Regions from separate parts of the Rattus norvegicus genome. Here region 2 is linked to region 1. Evidence: chromatin contacts called from public Hi-C data. All regions are on one chromosome and are shown on one strand. Each heading gives the region's core, a stretch centred on a gene start, on an enhancer-like site or on the middle of the called end of the contact. The rest is flanking DNA. Distances are from core to core; before and after follow the strand shown. Region 1 has its middle 84 kb from the start of Zbtb10. Region 2 holds the start of Zbtb10 (zinc finger and BTB domain containing 10).

Evidence for each region. A called contact is a pair of places that touch in the nucleus more often than the background predicts.
Region 2: a Hi-C map of Schwann cells shows a contact between it and region 1, with 4 times the contacts expected there. The contact joins the promoter of Zbtb10 here to the enhancer-like site in region 1. A contact is called at or near these places in 4 of 12 Hi-C or Micro-C datasets (Schwann cells, kidney, liver and 1 more) and 1 of 1 datasets of contacts at active chromatin or transcription factors (oligodendrocytes).

The regions. Positions count from the first base shown.
Region 1 is chr2:94,330,218-94,336,464 of GRCr8, forward strand. No RefSeq gene overlaps it. Among named protein-coding and RNA genes, the nearest start is that of Zbtb10, 84 kb to the right of the region's middle. Within about 2 kb of position 2,439, at least 55 of the 93 cell types and tissues checked have an H3K27ac peak or open chromatin away from gene starts, as enhancers often do. A contact at or near this core is called in Schwann cells, kidney and liver, where this site is marked.
Region 2 is chr2:94,415,001-94,421,247 of GRCr8, forward strand. It overlaps Zbtb10 (zinc finger and BTB domain containing 10), which reads right to left and starts at 2,308. Exons shown (of 7, transcript NM_024489.2): 1 at 821-2,308. The coding sequence starts at 1,765.

The DNA.
Region 1 (6,247 bases), core at 1,189-3,688:
AGAGGATCTGACTTCAGTTCCCAACATCCACATAATGCAGCTAATGACCCATAGAACTCCAGCTCCGGAGGCCCCAGCACCCTCTTCTGGCCTCCAAAGGTAGTGGGCCTTCATGTGCATAGACATACACACATATACACAATTTTTAAAGGTTGAATCTTTTTTAAAAGAAAGATTATGTGTATGTCTCTGTGTATGTGGGTGTACATGAGGGTCAGACAGGGATCTCCTAGAGCTAGTGTTACAGGCTGTGAACTCTAGAAGTAAAGCAATCTCTGTAAGAGCAGTGACCATTCTTAATTACTAAGCCAAGCGACGTCTCCAGCCCATCAACCTGCCTCCTAATGTACAGAGCTATACAATGAACTAAAGACCTTCTCAGAGACATTCTTAACTAAGTCACCATAAACTCATTTATGGCTTCCAGGCAGCAATAGAAACTTCTGGAAGGTTATCCAGTAGAATTCTTTCACCACGGCCCCTGATGTGAGTGTTTTTTAGAAAGCAGCTGCATTGTTGAAACCTTTCTAAGCCAGTCGTTAGCACCTACTTTCCACCTGACAGGGACACAGACAGGGCCCTCCACTATTACACCATATGAAGATCATTTTGATAGAAATGGGTCCTGGGGAACAGGATTCTTGAACACTGTAGTGGTGGAACTGGTTCCTACACAGACTGCGGAAAGCCACCGTGAAGGTGCAAAGGCTGAAGAGGAAAGTCCTTTGAATCCTCATCTTCTAAGACATAACCTGTCGGCGGCCCCGGTGTATGGGTGGAAGCTGGAGGCACCAGATGGAGAAACTTCAGTGTGTCCCAGACATTTATATGTTTTCCTCCCCTTCATCTTTTGTTGTCTGTTTTGGGTTTGGGGTTTTGTTCCTGAGACAAAGTCAGTGTAGCCCAGGTTGACCTTGAACTTAAGGCCATCTTCTTTGGCTTCTTGGGACTTGGACTTCAGTAGAGTTCATAAGGCCCAGACTCTTTTCTGTTGACTGTCATGGACTCAGACCCTGGGTTTATACCCAGCAGAGCTGTGTGATCTTGGGAAAATTGTCTTAACCTCTTGTGACTCAAATTCCTTGCTGGTAAAATAAGAAATGTCTCTCTGTCCTCTCAGTCTACCACTTAAGGACACATGTTTAAGCTAGTGAGTCCAAACCAAACAGATGGTAACTTTCAGCCTGTTCCAGGTTATATCCATGAACAGCTGAGTCAGAGTGCCCGAAGACAAACAATTAGATTAAATCTTTCATCAAGAACGTTTTTTAAAAGTCCAAGTAGTCTTCTTTAAGTCTTAAGTCCAGCCTTACAACGTTTGAAAACAAGGATCTAAGCACAAATAGCAAAGACTTCAGGAATCTTCCAAAGACTTAGGAATCAAACTTAAACAATCGTCTGTGGGGTCCAGCAGAGGCATCAGGGCTTATCAGAACCCAGACTAACATATTTCCTCCAGGACCTGGGAGCTATGGCTTCCTGGTGAATTGCTATTCATACTCGCACATCTGCACACATAAACCACTTTAACAAACACGCTGTGGGGTCCTTACACAAAGACAAGGACACCGGCTGTCAGGGCACTGCACTGAATTGGGGACACAAACCCCATTTTCCTATGTAAATTGGCCTGGATGTTCCTAGGGCCCCCAACAAAAGAGGTCAGTCCTATTAAATAGGGCCATCTGGCCGGCTGCCCGGCCCCAGTGACACCTCTGAGCATGGGCGTGAGAGAGTGGTCTTCAGGGGACCAGGAAGGTAGGTTGCACGAGAGAGCGCAGCTGTCACCTTGGTCCCAGGGTCCTGCCAACAGAGGCTGGGAGCGATTAGATTATAGGTGGTCTTAAGCCTCAGGGCCCGGGGCGCCTGAGTTGCGCTGGGCTGGGCACTCTTTGTTCTTGGACCCCGAAGGGGTGCGGCTCCTCAGTCTTGGCTAGAGTCACTGCTCTGTTCCCAAAGCCTCAGGGCAGCTAGCGCCAAGGGGCCAGCAGCCTTGGGCGACTCCATAGCAACGGCGTGGGAGAGCCACAAACCCAGAGCTAGAGGGGAGACAGCGGGAGGGAAACCGGAGAGAGGCACGAAGCAGGGAGAGGGGACTAGGAAGGATGGAGAGCTGTAGGAGAGAGGAGAGAGAAGGGGTTCGGTGGCGGGTGCGGGGTGGGGTGCAAATAAAGAAGAATAGAAGTGAAGTAAATAAGGGAAGAGCACTGGGAGAAATGAAAGGGTAGCAGAGGAACAACAAAAGATTAGGGAGCAACCAGAGGGATGGGAAGGGGTGGAGGGGTGGAGAGAGGTGGATTAGCAGGAGAGAGGTGGGGAACAGGGAAACGGGGCGTGGGGTGTGGTGGAAAGAGAGGAGCGGAGACCGAATAGGAGCTGGGAGGGAGGGTGGCTGAAGGGAGGAGCTGGGCGCAGCCGGGGCGGGTTCCGCACTGGATCCCTGACCGCAGCTGCTGGCCGCCCAGAGGGGAGGAGCAGGCCACCGCGCAGTGACGCCGGGGACCCTAGTGTGTTCGGAGCGCCAGGGAGCTGGCCCTGGTTCCTTCCACCGCCGCCTCCCCGGGGAGACAGAGTCCCTCTGCAGCTGCACACTCCCCTCCAGCCCCAGGGATCCCCAGACCCATGCAGAGCAATCTCCCTAGGAGAAGGACACCCGGTCACCGCCCGCAGCAAGCCGAGCAGAGAGGGTAGGCGCTCCGCAAACAGAGGGCCCAGGTCGCTTTCCCCCCGGAATATTGATTTCACCAGAGAATATGTTTCCATTACAGAACTATTAGGCGATGTGGGCTGTTGTTTATGAATTCATCTCCTCCTCCAACCCCCCAAACACGGAACATCCTCTAGAAACATATTACTAATGTTAACCTTGGGGTCAGAAAAACGGTTTTAGAATTTTCAGCGTAAATTTTTTAGAAAAAGCCAGTCCTAGAGGTATCACCATTTTCTAAATCCGACCTACACACATATTACTAAGCTTACATACACATCCCAAAAGTTAGCGAAGCGGAAGTGACCCTGCTCTAAGTTTGCTATGAGAAAGGGGTTTGATTACACTCTGAAAGCATTCTAGCGCTTACGATATGGTGGTATTGTACGTGTGATTGTGTGTGGTGGGAGCGGGGTGGGGAGGAGCAAACAAACCTATTTGGAACTCACCGGGATTTCAAAAGAAATCTCACAGATAAGTGCTGTGTGGTTTATTTTAAAACCATCATAAGACATAAAGGGAAAACAAATAAACTTTTGGACGTTCTCAGCTAACATGGCCTATGGGAAAATGAAAATAAATCCTAATTGAAAAAACAGCGCTCGCCATAAATAGGATTCACTTTCAAGCAGAGAACGTGGTTGGTAGGAAAAAAAAAAAAAAAAGCACCAATCGAATCCGTGCCTTAAAGAACACGGATCTGCCTAGTCAGCCAGGGCTTTTGCTTTGATGTTTGTTCTGAAGATGCAAAACCGGAATCCTTGTTTTCAGGTATTACCCAAAGAATGTTAGTTTCTCCTGCCAAGTTAGCCACCTACCCTAAAGCTGCAAGCACGCTCCTGTGTGGTTTTGTGGTAGCCCATCTACTTTCAACATTGTTTTTGACCAAAAGGAGAAGATGAAACACCTAAACGAGCTTACAATGATGTTTACGGAACTCTAAATTGCATGTGGGACTTGCAGGCTGAGTCCCAAAGAGTCGGTGTGTGACATTTCCTGACAAAAGCCATCTTAAACAATTTGTGGGCATCAGCTTACAATTCTTTACATTTAGAAGACAGGAATTAATATTATCCCACTTTGTAAATGTGGAAATTGAAGTTTACAGAGGATACAAAGGAAGGTACAAAGAAAGCCTGTCCAGGTTCACAGATCCATGCAGCACCAAATGGCAGAGGCAGGACAGAGACCTCGAGCTCTCGTCACTGGCCAGAATGCTCTGATCCTTGACTACCACTGTGAAGAAACGGGGCTTCTTGGCATCTAGAGTGACACTGAATGTCACCCCGAGGGACATACTTACAAGCTAATGGGGTTTCTCCATTCCAGTCCAGTTGTTAGACTGAATTAGAAAGACACTGATGTCCAGTGGGCTGGTGAGGTGACTCCGTGGGTCAGGGCACCTGCTGTGGGAGAGAACGCCTTCCCCAAAGTTGCTTTCAGACCCTCTCACATGCCCACCCACATAGGCCAGTTACACATACAGTAGTAATAATTAATTAACTTAAAAAGAAAGATCTAAGCTGAAAATTTATTTTCTCTCTCTTTTTACTGAGTTTTAAAGAAGTATTTTATTGAGTAAGTACAAAGTGTTGGGCTTCCTCTCCGCCTCCTCAGACTCACGCGAGCATCATAATACTTTATTCTTACGCATTCCTCAAGCCCCATGCTGGACAACAGCAAAGTGACAGATCTAGAGCCAGAGGTGGCCTGTAATGCCAGCACTTGGGTGGCTGTGGCGGAGCCTCTGATATCTGAGGCTAGCCTGGGCTACATAGTGAATCCAAGACCACCTTGTGACTAGACGAGATGCTCATTCAGAAATACAAAACAAAGACAAGAGAACATTTCCTACATTTGTCTTACACAATTACGCAATAAAACGACAGCTTTGAGTAAAGTCATGGTATCCTGCCTACCCTAGCAATATCATAGCATAAGTCATTATACAATAGCACAGGCTTCAGAAAAGCAGGAAGTAGTGACCTGCTTGCCTGAACTGACTAATTATCAATTGTTCCCGTGGCTATTTGAAATGGAGGCAATATTAAAAAATATATGTTCTGATTGTTTCTTGACCTTTTGGCTAAGACGGGATGTAAAAACATACAGTCATAAAGCGTCTTTTAATATTTTAGGGAGAGGAGGATGCAGAGATGACTCAGTGGTTAAGGACACTAGCTGCTCTTGAAGAAGACTGTATTCAATTCAATTCTCAAGGCCCGCATGGCAGCTCACAGCAATCTGTAACTCCAGTTGCAGAGACTCAATTCCCTTCTTTAACCTCCTAGAGTACCAGGCAAGCATGAGATGAGACTACATCCACGTGGGCAAAACGTATGCATAAAAATAAGGGAAATGCTTTTATAATTTGGGAAGGGGAATAAAAATGTACACACACATCACACATGCACATACATGTCACATGCGCACACACACATTACACACACATTGCACACATCACGGATGCACTCACAGGCACAAAAATATGTACATACACATCACACATGTTCACATATCTCTCTGTCACACACACATCACATGCACACGTACATTACACACATCACAGATGCACTCACATGTATAAACATATGCACATACATGTCACACATGTTCACATATCTCTCTGCCACACACACATCACATGCACACATACATTACACACATCACAGATGCACTCACATGTATAAACATATGCACATACATGTCACACATGTTCACATATCTCTCTGCCACACACACATCACATGCACACATACATTACACACATCACAGATGCACTCACATGTATAAACATATGCACATACATGTCACACATGTTCACATATCTCTCTCTCTCACACACACACACACACACACACACACACACACATACACACTAATAAAGTTAAAAGAACTTATTTTCAAACAGGGTCTCACTATGGAGACCAAGCTGGCCTTGGATAAAGTTCTGGCTCTAACGTTCAATTCTTATTCGGTTTTTATCTCCACATTTAAAATCAAGTAGGTATTAGGGGTTCAGATTCCCCCTGTTCTTGCTCTGGAAATGATGGGGATATACTCATCCCTAAAATCTTTTGCCTCTACATCTTTCCTTCTGTTCTCCCCTTAACTCAGCTACAAGAAGAACCGAGGTGGCAGGGAGTGACTGAAGGCTAGGAGAGCACAGAGGAAAGTTAGGGCAGAGCTGGGCAAAGGACTAACTTCTCCCTGAGTGTATAAGAGGATTCTGGGAGCTAATAGACTTGCCCAGCCCTGTGGCACAGGGCGATGGGACACAGGAACAGAGCTGAGAAGCAGTACTTTGGCACTCCCATTGTGTAGGCTGAGAACTGCCTTTCCAGTGAGTCTGGATTTCCGTTGACTTTACTGTGGCTGGAAGAAGATTCCTGCAGGCAGGGCAAGCAGGGCAGCCTGGAGAGGAGAGGCTAGGATTCTGAGAAACCCATCCCACTCGCTCTGCCTCTGCAACCTAAACGGGAAAAGACATGTTTGTTCTTGGTCAGAGCCACTTTTCCTGCTGCCCTGAGAGCATGCCCA
Region 2 (6,247 bases), core at 1,058-3,557, 85 kb after region 1:
AGTAGGAATGTTTAAAACTCATAGGTAGACTTGTTTTGTAACTAGGGACTGACGGTTTTCCAGTGAGCAGATTAAGCCCAAATCACTTCACATTAAACATTTCCAAAGCTAAGATTAACAGCCTTCATATAAGCTGTTCACGACCATGTTTTTGAAAGAGATAATACAGAGATTCTCAGAAGAGAAATATAAATATAAGTAAATAGCTAAAATGAACAAAGATCTTACTAAAAAGAGCCTGCCTAAGGTTCAACAAGTTTAACGGGGATGAACACCGTAAAATTATTCAACTAACTTCCTGCACATTTGCATACGCCTCTCACATTTCACATTATCTCGGCCTGACATGAGTTTGAGTGGCTTGCCAGTAGCACCGAAGCTTAAGGAAACTGTCTAATCTATTCTTCAGACTACTTCTAGCACTTTAGTGTCCATGAAATCTCCGCTGACTTAAAAAAATTTTGACCGAAAGTCAATTTAAAGTTAAAATCTCCAACCTCTTCCAACCTCTCCCAACCTCTCTCGGATTCAATCAATCTCACAGGCAAACCCTAACTCCTGAGAAATAAACCCAGCGCTATCATTAGAAAAGTGTCGTTCCACCCCCCCTCCCCCAATACATCCACAACTTTGGAAAACTTTAGTTTCCAGGCTTTCCAAACCCCTACGCATAAGCTCCCCCGAACCTCTCTCGACCGGAACGACGCCTTCCCCGAAGGATCTTAATTTCTCCCCTTTCTTTGCTTTAGTTTTAGTCTCTCCCACTGATAAAACCTTTCCCAAAAGATCTGAGGAAAACCAAGAGCCGGATCTACGGTACCTGGGCGTTGGCTTCGTGGAGTTTGTGTTCGGTGGAGACGTGGTGCCTCAGGAGCAGGGTTTTCTTGTAGTTGCGGGTCCCTCGCGAAAGCTCATCATGCCCCACCTGGGGAAGGTCCACGCTGCCCACATCCTCGGGGGTCGTTTGGCACCAGCCGCAAAACATAAGGCCAGTATCATTGGAGTACCGCAGCCAAGGGAAGTCCTTGAGCCAAGAGGTCTGGAAGGAGCACTGGAGCTTCTGCATGAGGGACTTGGGCCTCGCGAGCGGGAAGTGCTGGACAGTCTCTCCTTCTCCAGCTCCCACACCGCTGCCCTCTGCTTCTTCCCCGCCTTCGCCTCCCGACCGCCTGCTGCTGCTGCAGCTGCCGCCTTCCGCCCCACTGCCATCGCCCGGGCTCGCCCCCTCCTCCTCGGTGCTGTAGCTCAGGGACGCCCCGTCCTGCATCAACTCCTTCCCCTCCAGCGCGTCCAGCTCCGGATCCACGGCCGCCAGCCCTCGCCCATTGAAATGCCTGAGGGGCCACGCCGAGGTCTCCGGGCGGCCGCGACTGCTGCCATTGTTGCCGAGACCCCCGCCGCCTCCCCCGCGGAAGGCCAGAGTCCGACGGTTCCTTTCCGCTAGCAGGGGGCCCCCCGCGCCGCCGCCCAGCAAGGCGGGGCCGCCCGTGTCCTGAGGGAGCAGCAACTCCTTGGCGTCCTCCGCGGCGGCCGCCCCGGCGGAGGCCTCCGAGTCTTGGGGCTCCAGGCCCTCCGATTCCATTTCCTCGTCGGCCCCGCGCCCATTGGGCTGCGGCGGCACGGGCGGCGCGGGGAGTCGCGGCTGAAACTGCGGAGGCCAAGAAGAGGCCTCCCCGCCAGCGTTATTGTTCGTGGGGCCGCCGCCGGTGACCAACCCGCCTCCTCGGAACGCCAGCGTCCTGCGGTTCATTTCACTGAACGACATGGCGCGCGCCGCCGTCGCCGCCGCCGCCCGGTGCCTCGGCTCGCGCCCGGGCTCGGGCCGCGTCCCGCGCGCTCGCCGCGGCTCCCCCAACGCCTCACCCCCGCCCCCGCCCCCGGCGCTGCGCCGCGCCGCTCTGCGCTGCGCTCCCGCCGGCACGGCCTTACCCTCCTGCCGGCTCGCGCTCGCTCCCAGGCCGCCGCACGCGTCTGCCGCCGCCGCTGTCCCAGCCGCGTCCTCTCCACCCCCGCCCTGCCGCGCTCCGGGCAGCGTCCCGCGCGGAGAGGTGGGCGGGCGGCGGAACCGGGGCGCGTGCGGCCTTCGAAGTTGAGGAGTGCGGGCGCCCCTCCGCTGCCCCGCTTCAGCGCTGCGCGCACACACCGGCCCGCCAACAGATCTCCGTCCTCGGGGAGTCGCGCCGCCGCCGCCGGCTGCCGAGGAGCGGACGCGAGAGGCGCGCTAAGCCGCCAGGCTCCGCCACATAGCGAGCCGACAATAAAGCCGGCGGAGCGTTTCCGTCCGACCAGGCCCTGGCGGAGGTCGAATGGCAAATGAACAACGGACCGTGCGCCCACAATGCACCGGGGTAGCAGTAACCGCTGGAGGGGGAGAGGGTGGGGGCCGGCCGGGGGAGGGGGCGGGCTGGGCCGGGCTGGGCTGGGCCGGGGGCGCCCGGGGACCGGGAAAGGGGCCGGCCGCTCGGGCCTGCGGGCGGGGGTGCGGCCACGGGAAGGAAGCGGGCGGGGCGCGGGGCCGGGGTCTCGGGGCGGGGCCGGCTCGGCCAGGACAAACAGCTGGCGAGTGTCAGGGGCCGCCTCGCCGCCGCGCGCCCGAGCGCACCGTGCCCGACTCTCGCCACGACTTCACCTGGGACTCGGGAGTAACTGCTGTGGGAGCGCGTCCCAGCCCTGTCATCTACCGGGGGGCGGGTGGCCGTGCCCGAGGAAGTGAACTTATTTTGTTCCTTGACAAAAGACTGGACCAGGCGGTGCCTCCCTCGCGAGGACACCTCCTTGGGCGCATTGTGTACGCCGGGCAGCACCTCTAGCCCAGGGCGACGATCGTTTCACAGAAAATGCACCGCCCCGAGTGTCTTATTGCTGTGATGAAATGGAAATTTAAATAAAAGGTCGAACACGTGCGTTCACTGGGAAGTATTGACATGGGTGTTACATCACCAGCAGCCAATCAGATAACTCCAGTCGTGTTTATACTTCTACAACCACCTTGTGAGTATTACAGTATGTCATAGCGTTATAAATATTAGGCAGGGTTTTCCCCACGAGCGGGGAGGAGTCAGCTGCTGCGGGCGCCGCGTGCGGCTGCGAAGAGAGTGCAGCTCCGAAGACAGGGTGAGCAGATGAGAATTAATTTTTAGGACTTTGAGAAAAGCTGTTGGCATCGCGTATGGAATTTGAGTGATCACATCGGTCAAAGCTGGTCAAAGCCTCCCGAAGTTATATTAGCCTAGGTTTGGTTTTGGGTTTTTGAGTTGTTTTTTTTTTTAATCTTCCCAGAAAGAGGCCTTGCCAATTAAGGACCCATAAACTTACCCTCCCCCCTTAATTATGCTCTATTTGGAAAACATTAGCGCATTTAGACTCATTAATTCACAAAGTGAGGTAGATTTATCTATTATTTATTGGGGGGCGATTTTTGAAACAGGGTCCAGGCCACCCTAGTCTACATCGTTAATTTAGGACAGCCAGGGATATACACTAGACCCTGCCTCAGTTTCAGGATTACTCAGAGTCCAGGAATTACTGGGATTACAGGTGTGTGCCACCAAGTTGTACAACTTCTTCAGTTTGAGCCTATTTCAGGCTTTTTTTTTTTTAAACTTACTTTCTTAATTTTCTTTTTAAAAGACAGGGCCTCTCTATGTAGCCCTGTCTGTCCTGGAACCCACAGACCTGCCTGAAGCTTCCCTTTTGGGGTGGGCTGGGGAGAGCAGTGGTCTTTCATTTTTCAAGTTTTAAAATTAGGATGGAGGCTGTTCTTTGTGAGTTCCCAGAGCCTTTATGGTGGCTTACTACCTGGAACTGCAGCTACAGGGGATGTGCTCCGATACCAGACACCGGTGATGTACAGACATACTTGCAAGAAGACACCCAGGCACACAACTTTTTAAATTTAAAGCAACGTGTTATAAACTAATTCTCCAATGTGTTATAAATTAATATTTGCTAACACTTTTTCTAAAGACAGATTACCATGTCCTGGCTGGCCTTGAATTCGTTCTCCTCAGCCTCATTCTGTCACCACAACCAACTTACCTGAATGGAACTTTTTGGTTTGTTTATGTGGTCTCACCTTATAACCCTCCTTGTCCTAGAAGTCACTGTGTAGATCAGGCTGCCTAGAATTCACAGCAGCCCCGCCTCCTCGAGGGCTAGGATTTAAGGTGAGAGTCCCCAGGCCCAGTTACCTTAAAGCTTTTGACTGAATTAGGCACAAGCTGAGCGCTGAGGTGTGTGGGTTTAGAGTTTTCAAAGCCATGTGACGTGATTTGCCTTTAATGCTTGTACCTGATGTGATGAAGTTTTGTATATGAGCTGACATGCATTACTTGTAACATGAGCTCAAGCTTTCTTATGGACAAGCAGCATGATTTCGCTGAGCAGACTGATGGACTACCTGCTCATAACGCTCTGGATGTGGGTCATCTTCCTAGCAACACACATATCCTCTCCCCATGCTACCAGTGGTAGTAAGTGGTTACTAGCATCAGTTATAAGATTAAGATGTTGAGAAATGTCATCTGTATTTATTCATGTCATCTGCTTTATTCAACTTATCTCATCTCTAGCTTGTGCCCCTAGTTAATGTATGATAGGAACTACATTAACTTGGGCTGGAATCTGCTGTCTATAGATTTCTATAGCAATAGAATCAATGAAAACACTTTAAGTCCTAATTGGCATTTACAGTGCTAAATGTCTTTGCTCACACAGACATCCTTCCTAATGTTTTATAAGTCTACACTGTTGTTAGGTATGGTGGCACATTACTGTAATCCCAGGACCGAGGAAGCTGAGGCAGGAGGAGAACCAGTTCAAGACAGCCTCTGTTACATAACAGGCTTTCGACCAGCCTAAGCTACACAAAATCCTGTCTCAAAAAATAAATTAATGAATAAATGTTTAAATAAATAAAATGATTTCCACAATGTCGTCTTTGTGAAATTATCTTTAAACATGAACTAATTGAGAATGAGTGATACTCTGGGGAGGGGAGCTACTGGGCAGCCCAGAATGGCCTGTGACTCCGTCTCCAGAGGATCCAGTTGCCTCTTCTGCCCTCCACAGATGACCTGACCCAACACACACATAAAAACACTTAGAATGAATGACACTAGGGTCTGAGGATGTTGGCAGACTTGGTATAGTGCTTATGTAATTAATAGCCAAACAGTGGTGAGAGGAGTAGGGGTGTGTGTGTGTATGTGTCTAAAACCTACAAGAAATCAGAAACCTTGAAGGAATCAGAAACAGGTCTCTGCCACCAAGTGCCCTGTGCCAAGGGAACTGTGACTAACAAGGGGCTCTCCTCTGTAAATGGAGTGCTTAGGAATTCCCCCACCCCTTCCAGTCTCCAACTAACAAGCAGGGACCTGTTCTCCCCTGTAGCCCCCATACTTACTGTTAGGGTTCTGCCATATTTAAGGGAATCCCCCCTGATGCTTACCAGGGGAACCCCTGAAGAATGGGGCAATCCCAAGCAATCTGTCCCCTAATTTCACTCTAAATTTTGTAAAACGTCATGCTATCTCTGTGGGACCAATAGGGAACGAACTCCTAGACCTGGCTCAGCTGAGCTTTGGTCAGACCAAACTATCCTTTAATGCCTTGGTAGAGGCTTCTGCTGCTCTGCACTTTGCCTGTTATGCTTCAGAAACAGTGGCCCATGCTGCTTCTGTGGAATGGGCACAGCTTGTCTCCCAGAAAGATGGTGCTATTTTACTCTCAAGCAAGCAAAAAAAGTAAGACTTTGAGAGAGAGGGCTTATGATGTCTTTCCTCACAACTTCTTTGATAAACTTTTCTGTTGACTCTTTTATCTAAGGAGAACTTACTCTTTTGAAAACACTGTGTTAGAGCCACGTATGGTAGCTCACTTGTTTAACCCTAGCCCTTAGGAGGCTGAGGCGGGAGGATGAGGACTTCAAAGTGTGCCCTACCCTAGAGAATATTTTCAGCTAGGGTAATCCCTTCCTATCAAAGCTAAACCTTGTACACAATGTTGTATCTATAAAATTATAAGATACATTGTTTTTAGTTGCTACATTAAAAATTAAACTTTATTGTTCAAGTATAGTTGTAGGAAAAAAGGAAAATCTCACCCACTATTTACAGTACCCAGAATTAATGTGAAAATAGTATATCTGTCTGTACTTAGCATTCTAGTTTGGATATTTGTGAGTTGGGTCCTATCTCGTTCTTAGCAATTCATGCATTTTAATATCACTAAATACCCTGTGTCATTT